Regions from separate parts of the Canis lupus genome. Here region 1 is linked to region 2. Evidence: chromatin contacts called from public Hi-C data. All regions are on one chromosome and are shown on one strand. The core of a region is the stretch at or near the end of the contact, and the rest is flanking DNA. Distances in the headings are between cores, read along the strand shown.

The links. Hi-C and Micro-C count contacts between places; a contact is called where the count stands out from the background.
Region 1: a contact with region 2 is called in a Hi-C map of amygdala, with 9 times the contacts expected there. The contact joins two enhancer-like sites. A contact is called at or near these places in 4 of 9 Hi-C or Micro-C datasets (amygdala, blood, liver and 1 more).

What each region holds. Positions count from the first base shown.
Region 1 is chr22:48,932,396-48,936,656 of UU_Cfam_GSD_1.0, forward strand. No RefSeq gene overlaps it. Among named protein-coding and RNA genes, the nearest start is that of SLC15A1, 57 kb to the right of the region's middle. Within about 2 kb of position 1,981, at least 2 of the 20 cell types and tissues checked have an H3K27ac peak or open chromatin away from gene starts, as enhancers often do.
Region 2 is chr22:48,204,264-48,208,148 of UU_Cfam_GSD_1.0, forward strand. The region is part of intron 1 of LOC111091693 (a long non-coding RNA gene); the gene reads right to left. Among named protein-coding and RNA genes, the nearest start is that of IPO5, 80 kb to the right of the region's middle. Within about 2 kb of position 2,573, at least 10 of the 20 cell types and tissues checked have an H3K27ac peak or open chromatin away from gene starts, as enhancers often do.

The sequences.
Region 1 (4,261 bases), core at 731-3,230, 730 kb after region 2:
AAAAATTCATGAAAATGTCCCCAAATCAAAGGAGAGGAGTTCCTTGATCGGAAGGGCCCACAAAACATATAGCACAACAGATAAAATATAGACCCACACCTGGGCAGATGGCTGAACTAGGTGATGGGGATTAAGGAATGCATTTGTCAAGATGAGTACTGAGTAATGTATAGAAGCGTTGAATCGCTCACTGTCTTGTACACCTGAAACCAATATAACATGGTATGTTAACTAACTGGAATTAAATTTTTAAAAAAATAACTCACACCAACATATGTCACCATGAAATTCAAACTCCCAGAAACCAAGAGAAAATCCTACAAGCCTCTAGAGAAAAAAAGTTTTCCTCCGAAAGATAATAATCAGAATGGGTTGGACTTTTCAAAAGTGACACTGAAAAGCTTAGAGACGATGAGGATGGTCTTAGAATTCCTGGGGAAAAAAACTCCCAAGTGGAACTCTACACCTGGCCCAATGTAAAGCAAATGGGAGGCTAGAATAAAAACCTCTCAGACATGCAAAACCCTAGAAAAATTTGTTCCCCATGTCCATTTCTCAGGAATCAACTGTAGAAATGTCCCCTACCAAAAACTGGAATAAGTAAGGGAGAAGAGGGCATGAAATACACTCTAGGGGAGGTAACAAAGTCAAGAGGTGATGGGGATTTTAAGAGTTTTTTTTTTAAAGGATCTTGTTGGCCTCCAGGTTGGAATCTGTTTAAAAAAAAAAAAACACCAAAATTTAACTGAGTAAATTTGAAGATCTAATTGGCTTGAAGTGATTCAGAATAAGGCAGTAAGAGGGGGTGGGGTGCCCCAAGGGGGCATACAAAATGGAAGGTTTGTATAGGAAAGGGAGGGCGGCAAGAAGTTATTAGCTCAGGAAAGGAAATGATTGTTTTTGGCAAGGTGGACTTCCTTTGCAGGAAGGGAAGGGGGTCTGATCATGCAGATGAGGTCTGATCCCTCATCTTTTGGGGGATGGCAGAGGGGCCCAGGCACAGATCAGCTCACAGGCACTAACCAGAAAATTGCAGATTAATTGGCTTCAAATTCCACTCCTGCAGAGGTTAAAATAGCATTTAAGTCTTGGTTTGCTGTCCTGGGGGCAAGTGACCCTGTCTTGGGCCTGTGTTTTCTTGTTTAACAAAGCCTTCAGGAGGTTCTAGAAGAAACCCTTGAAGATGATGAAACTGGTAGGACAGGTAGTGTATTTGGTCATATTGAGAGGAGGCTTACTAAGCCGAGAGAGGTTGAATTTGGAAACAACCTGCAGGAAAATAAGCAAATTTGGAAAGGAATGATTAACCCCAGGGTGAACAAACTATGGTATGGGGGATGGAAGGGAAAATGAATCACAGCCTCTGGTGTGGCTTATATGAAAATCCCATTCACATGAGCACAATCCTGTAACAGTGATCATTGCTTTAACCGAAATCACAACATGGCTGTGCCAGGAGGATGGAGACATCGTCCTCCCCTCGAGTGTGCATTTGTAGCTGGTGGGAATGGCGTTCTCCTTCTCTACAGTAGGAAGTTCACATAGAAACTTAAAACTGAGGGCAGCCCAGGTGGCTCAGTGATTTAGCGCCATCTTCAGCCCAGGGCCTGATCCTGGAGACGGGGGATCGAGTCCCACGTTGGGCTTCCTGCATGGAGCCTGCTTCTCCCTCTGCCTGTCTCTCTCTCTCTCTCTCTCTGTGTCTCTCATGAATAAATAAATCTTAAAAAAAAAAAAGGTTTAATTCTCAGATGATTCTAAAAGGCAGCCAGTATTGAGAAACTACTGTTCTGACGGCTTCCTGACATAGGCCTATGTCCCCAGGGTGGCCCACAAGGCCCACATGACCAATCTGGGTCACCCCTCCCTCGTCCCTTGCTCACCACACTCCAGACACGGGGACCTCTTTGCTGTTCTCAAACACACCAACCATATTCCCATCTCAGGACATGCTCATGTTAGGGCCCCTTCTGGCATGTTCTTTTGCTAGACGTTTGACAGACTTGCTTCCATATTCCATTCAGGTCTCTGCTCAAATGTCACCTCCTCAGAGAGGCAGGCCCTCCTTGGCCACTCCATTTAAAATACCAGCCTTCACCAGTCTGTGTCCCCTTACTTCATAGCACTTATCAACATCTGCCATTATGTTATATATTTACTTATCTGGCTTATATCAGTGCTTGGAAAACAGTACAAGCTTAATAAATATTTGTTGAATGAATAAATGAGTGAAGAGGAAATATGTACAATAATGCAAAGTTGGGCATGAAGGAAAAGCTCAATAACTGAGTTTTTTCCCTGATTCACAAAACCCCAGTTGCTTCCTCATAATGCCTCCTGCCATCCTGAGGAACAGCGGGCCCAACTGGAATTTATACCTGAGTCCCAGACAGAATGGAAGTCCATTAACGCCAGTCCCAAGAAAGAAGCTTCTAGAAATAAACACTCTGTATCTGATGAGGCCTTCTGATATGAATGCATGAGAAATTCATAATAAGCATTTCTGACATGCACAAAAGCCTTTTGTTGGCGCCACAAATCGCCAAGCACGTTCTTGTCCGCCATCTTGTGGCCATGCTCGGGAATTCCAGACAAACTTTGTGTCCTGATTTGGCTTTATCAAAAGGAAATTCTGGCAGCTGGGCTTAGCCAGAGCCTTTGGGCAAAACACCTGTGGACACTTGACCAGGCCCAGGTGGTGCCAATCTTCTTAGGCTCCCATTTGTTAGGAACAGGAAGCGATGGAGGTGACTTCTTGGTTTGGTGGCTTTGGCTGGGGGACAACTGAGAGAAGTGCCTATGGGCCACTCCCCCAGAGACTAACCTTGCCTGACTTTGTCCTCCTATTCTGACACGGCCTCCACTATGATCCCAGTCACAACTAGACCCCTTTGATTTGGTGCAGGTACCCAGTAAAGGCTTGTCAACTTCGCAAGTTTATCTTTGGCCTATTTTGTACCGCCAGTATATTAGCGCATGGTTGGCACGGAGCAGGTGTGCAACTAAAGATAGTTGCTGAAGGGATAAAATAATAATCACTAGCATTTATAGAGCACTTACTATATGCCACGCACTGTTTGAAGCCCAAGCACTTTCCATACAGTCTCATAAGTCTTGTGTGGATATTCCCAGGATGGCCCCTGACAAACAGGGACAATGAGTCCCTGAATTAGTCGGTAGGAGCTGCCGTTACCAATATTGCACACCTGGTGGCTTAGACAACAGAAATCATTTTTTCACAGCTTTGGAGGCTAGGAATCCAGGATTAAGATTCCATCAGGGTTGGCTCTGGGTGAGGCTACTCTTCCTGGCTTACAGAAAGCCTTTTTTTTTTTTTTTTTTTTTTTAGATTTTATGTATTTATTTGAGAGAGTAGGAGAGCAAGAGGGGAAGAGGGAGAAGCAGATTCCCCACTGAGCAAGGAGCTCAACTCAGGGCTCGATACCAGGACCCTGAGGTCATGACCTGAGCTGAAGGCAGATGCTTAACTGACTGAACCACGCAGGTGCCCTGACAGCTACCTTTTTGCTTGGGGTGCAGAGAGGAAGGGAGGGGAGGGAAGGAGAGGAGAGAGGCCTCACCTCATGCTTCCTCTTCTTACGAGGACACTACCTCCATCCCGAGGGCTCACTTGCTCCCAGGATACCTGCTGTAGGTCCTTAATACTTATTGGACACACATGGGTGTGACTTTTGGCAGCTGAGTGGGACATAATAAGAATTCCTCCCAAGAACCAGTAAGTCTAAGGACTCAGCAAAGGGTATAGTCTTACCAGTGACTAAAATCCGAGCTGAACAGCAGGGGGCAGCTGGCAATGCCATCTCTGCCCCAAAGTAGGGTGTAGGGAAGGGGTCTTAGCATCCTTTGCTGGTGACGGCAAGGCAGGGAACGTGGTCAAACCGAGCTTTGGGGCAGGTGGCCTGAACCTCCCTTCTCTCTCTTCTGTGGCGAGGGGGGCAGAGTATGGGTGAGGAGCTTCACGAAGTGGAGACCGTTGAGGGAAAGTCCGAGGACAGGACCGTCCCCAGGCACGAAGGCTTGCTGCCCGGGCCGGTCCCCTGACTACCAGGCTCCCTGAAAGTGCTCGCACTTGCCTCCGGAACCGTCAGCTCCGAGAAGTGCTTGGCTCTTTATCCCAGGGCCCAGCCAGATGCTCCGTCAAGTAAAAACTCCACTGGCTCTGACTGGCCAGAGGTTAGCAGGACGAGGGAAAGAAAGCAAGACTGAAGGCCATTCCGGTCACGCTGCGGGATGGAGTGGG
Region 2 (3,885 bases), core at 1,323-3,822:
TTGTCAAAGTTTTTGAGGGGCTATTAGTTCAACTATATTCCACTCCACAGTAATTACATGATGTTAAAGAAAATAATGAGTTTCTTTTCAATTGTTGGAAAATTAAAAAGGCCTGTGGAAGTGAGATCTAAGTGATTTATGCACCAGGATCCAAAGATGCTTTGGTCTTTGAGAATATTCTACATGTAAATTTAATCTCCCTTCAACACATGTTTAAATTATGCCTTGATCTATTTTTAACACTGTCATAATCCTAATGACTCTCAAAAATTTGAAAACATAATCATTTCAGGATTTCAATTCAAACTCTATATTAAATACTGATTTTTAAATACTTGTCAGAATTGACAGCCTCCACATCCTGGCGATATAAATTAGAAAACTTTATTTGAGGGAGGTGGCTGGGGGATGGGCTAGATGGGCGATGGGTATTCAGGAGGGCACTAGTGATGAGCACTGGGTATTGTATGTAAGTGATGAATCCCTGAATTTACTCCAGAAACTAATACTGCACTGTATGTTAACTAAAAAAATTTAAATTTTAGAAAATCAAAACATTAATTAAAAAAAAAAGGAAAGGAAACTTTGATTACAACACCAGGGAAAAATTTTTCTCTAGTGTTATTGATAGATGTCCCAATCTGTCTTCAGATCAAACAGACAAGTTTCCAATTTATTCATAGAACACATTTCACACCTCCTCTGTGTCATAAGTTGAATATTCTTCCTACAACATATTGTATCAAAATGCATAATTGAAATTGGTTCTGCTATAAATTGTTTTAACAAAATTCTGAAATCAGATTAGTACTTACTGTGAGGCAATAAATTTCTGTCATTTCAGTCATCACGTTTGTGGTGCTTTGTTACTATAACCCTAGGAGACTAATACACCAGGCCAGTTGTCTTGTAGAATATTCCACATTCTAGATGAGAAAGTGTTTTCTTTGTGCTATTGTTTAACTTGCTCCTCTTTCTCCTATATTTCCTGTAACTTGAAAGTTACATCTAACAGCTTGATTGGATTTAAATCAAAGATTTTTGTTGAGACTATTTCATGGGTGCTTCTATTCACCTCATACTGTATCACATCAAAGACGCATGATTTCAGGTGGTCCCTCTGTGGTGACATTAACTTGGATTTCATGCTTAAGGTAGGACAATATGTCTTTAATGACTTAAAAATTGCTTAGCCACTTCACGAACACCAGGGAGGTGGTAAGACGAATGGAGAAGTGGCATGTGGCAGGTATATTTCCATCGAAGGGGCACTCCTTCCTATTGTTCTGCTCCTTCCTCTGGGGACCTCCACCCTCTTTTTCATCTGTTCCTGGTGGACATATCAATCACAGCACCTTAATCCCTATATATGAATGGACACCTAGATATCTGGACCCAGTAAGTGGTTCCAAGATGGGTATGTGAACTGTCTTGGCTCAAGGGCCCGAGAAAACAGCCTGAGGCAAAATTCAGACATGAACACACTGATGAAGGAAACAATCCCCAAAGACCAAAAGGAGGAAGGAAAAAAGGAAAGAGAATGGAAAGGATGAAAAGCAAAAATCAGGTAGTGTAGTACTGAGCTGGCCACAGCACCACCAAAACTATGGTTGTTGTGGAGGATATCTTTAGACACAGCATGGACCCCGCGTGTCAGAACAGTCCATCAGGGAGAAGACAGGGAGAATCACTCATCCACCAGCTCCTTCCAATCTCCTGTTTCTCACAGGTCAAATTTCATCCTGGAGGACACTAGATCTTCGCATCATGGGTCACCTCTGGGGAGCCACTGAGAAGCCAGCTCCTACAGTGGCCGCAGCAGCATGAGCCAGGGACACTTCCTAACAATTACCTGTTGCCAGTGATATTTGAGTGATAGTTTAGGCCAACAACATGCCAAAGTGCCCCAAAATCCTAAAGCTTTTTGTGTCTCAGCCATGACACAGAAATCCTGGAAGTAATTATCAAAGGCCATGAGTGAGGAATAATATGATTTGTTGCACTGAGGTTTCATCAAAGTACATCCTTTTATCCGGAGGATGTCTTGGCCATCTTGGAGCACATTGGTACGTTGTAGGTGATGTGCGTATATTTATCACTAGGTGGTGGTACAGCATCACACTCAGCCCTTCCCTCCCAGAGCACCAGAGAAAATAAATGAATGCACGCTCCGTTAAATCATTACCAACTTTCCTTCCACTTCAGAAGTCGCTGAACCTTCTATCACGTGGCAAAGCAACCCAGCCAACAGGCCTCTCAGGTCTGTTCAAGTTAATGATTTATTGATCTTGTTGGCTGATGTTTTCACTTAATCCTTGGGCTTGATTTAACTGAGCTTCGGTAGTTAAAAAAAAAAAAATAACAAAACTAGTCAGTCTTGCTAGAATTCTAAACAAAGAAAAATAAGCCTCCTTGTTTATAATCATCTACTGTGGGGCCATTGGCTCTGTGGATCCTAGCAGGGGCCCCAGTTCAGGAGAGAAACAGTAATACGGAGGAGGGAAAGACCAGCAGGTGGGCAGCTGACTCCGGTAAAACAATTCTAGTCTCTGACCTCTGGCTGAGCCCGACATCTCAGCTTCGGATTGCCTGAGTCATAAGTCTCAGGGGGAAGCCAGCTGAGAGTTGCAGCAACCAGTTCCTGCTACCAGAGACTGGGAGGGTGAGCCAGCACCTCAAGTTCATATGCAAATGAAAGTTACACCCAATCCACCAAAAAAAAAAAAAAAAAAAAAAAGCCTTTTGAGTTTCCTGAAAGGTCCAGACTTCTAGAGGCTTTTGCTAAAGATCATGTGGCCACCAGTTTATTTCACTTGATCCTTAATCCATTTAATCACTGGATTATTTCACAATCGATTTGATTTATAGCATAAATGCAAATTAAAGAAGAAGACTGTAATACAGTACGATGCTCACATGTATGAAGACATCTCAAGGAAAATCTAACTTGTGGGGGTTTTTTGTTTGTTTTTTTCATTCCAGTATAGTGAACGTACAGCGTTATATTGGTTTCAGGTGTACAATACAGTCATTCAACAATTCTGTGCATTACTCAGTGTTCATCATGGTAAGTGTACTCTTAATCCTCTTCACCTATTTCACCCATCCCCCACTCACCTCCCTTCTGGTAACCATCTGTTTGTTCTCCACAATTAAAGAGTCTGCTTTTGGTTTGTCTCTGTTTCTTTGTTCATCTGTTTTGTTTCTTAAATTCCACATATGAGTGAAACTATATGGTATTTGTCTTTCTCTGACTGACTTATTTCATTTAGCATTATACCCTCCAGGTCCATCCATGTTGTTGCAAATGGAAAGATTTCATTCTCTTTTATGCTAATATTCCATTGTATATATACACCACATCTTCTTTATCCATTCATCCAACAATGGACACTTGGGTTGCTTCCACAACTTGGCTATTGTAAATACTGCTGCAATAAACATAGGGGTGCATGTATCTTTCCAAATTAGTGTTTTCATATTCTTTGGGTGAATACCCACTAGTGGAATTAATGGATCATATCGTAATTCTATTTTAAATTCTTTGAGGAACCTCCATATTTTTTTCCACAGTGGCTCCACCAGTTTGCATTCACATCAACACTGTACAAGGATTCCTTTTTCTCCATATTCTCACCAATACTTGTTGTTTCATGCGTTTTTTGTTTTAGTCATTCTGACAGGTGTGAAGTGATATCTCATTGTGGTTTTACCTTGCACTTCTCTGATGAGAGTGATTGAGCATCTTTTCATGTCTATTGTCCATTTGTATGTCTTCTTTGGGAAAATGTCTGTTCAAGTCTTCTGCTCATTTCTTAACTGGGTTATTTGGGGGGGTGTTATTTGGGTGTTGAGTTGTATAAGTTCTTTGTATGTTTTGGATGT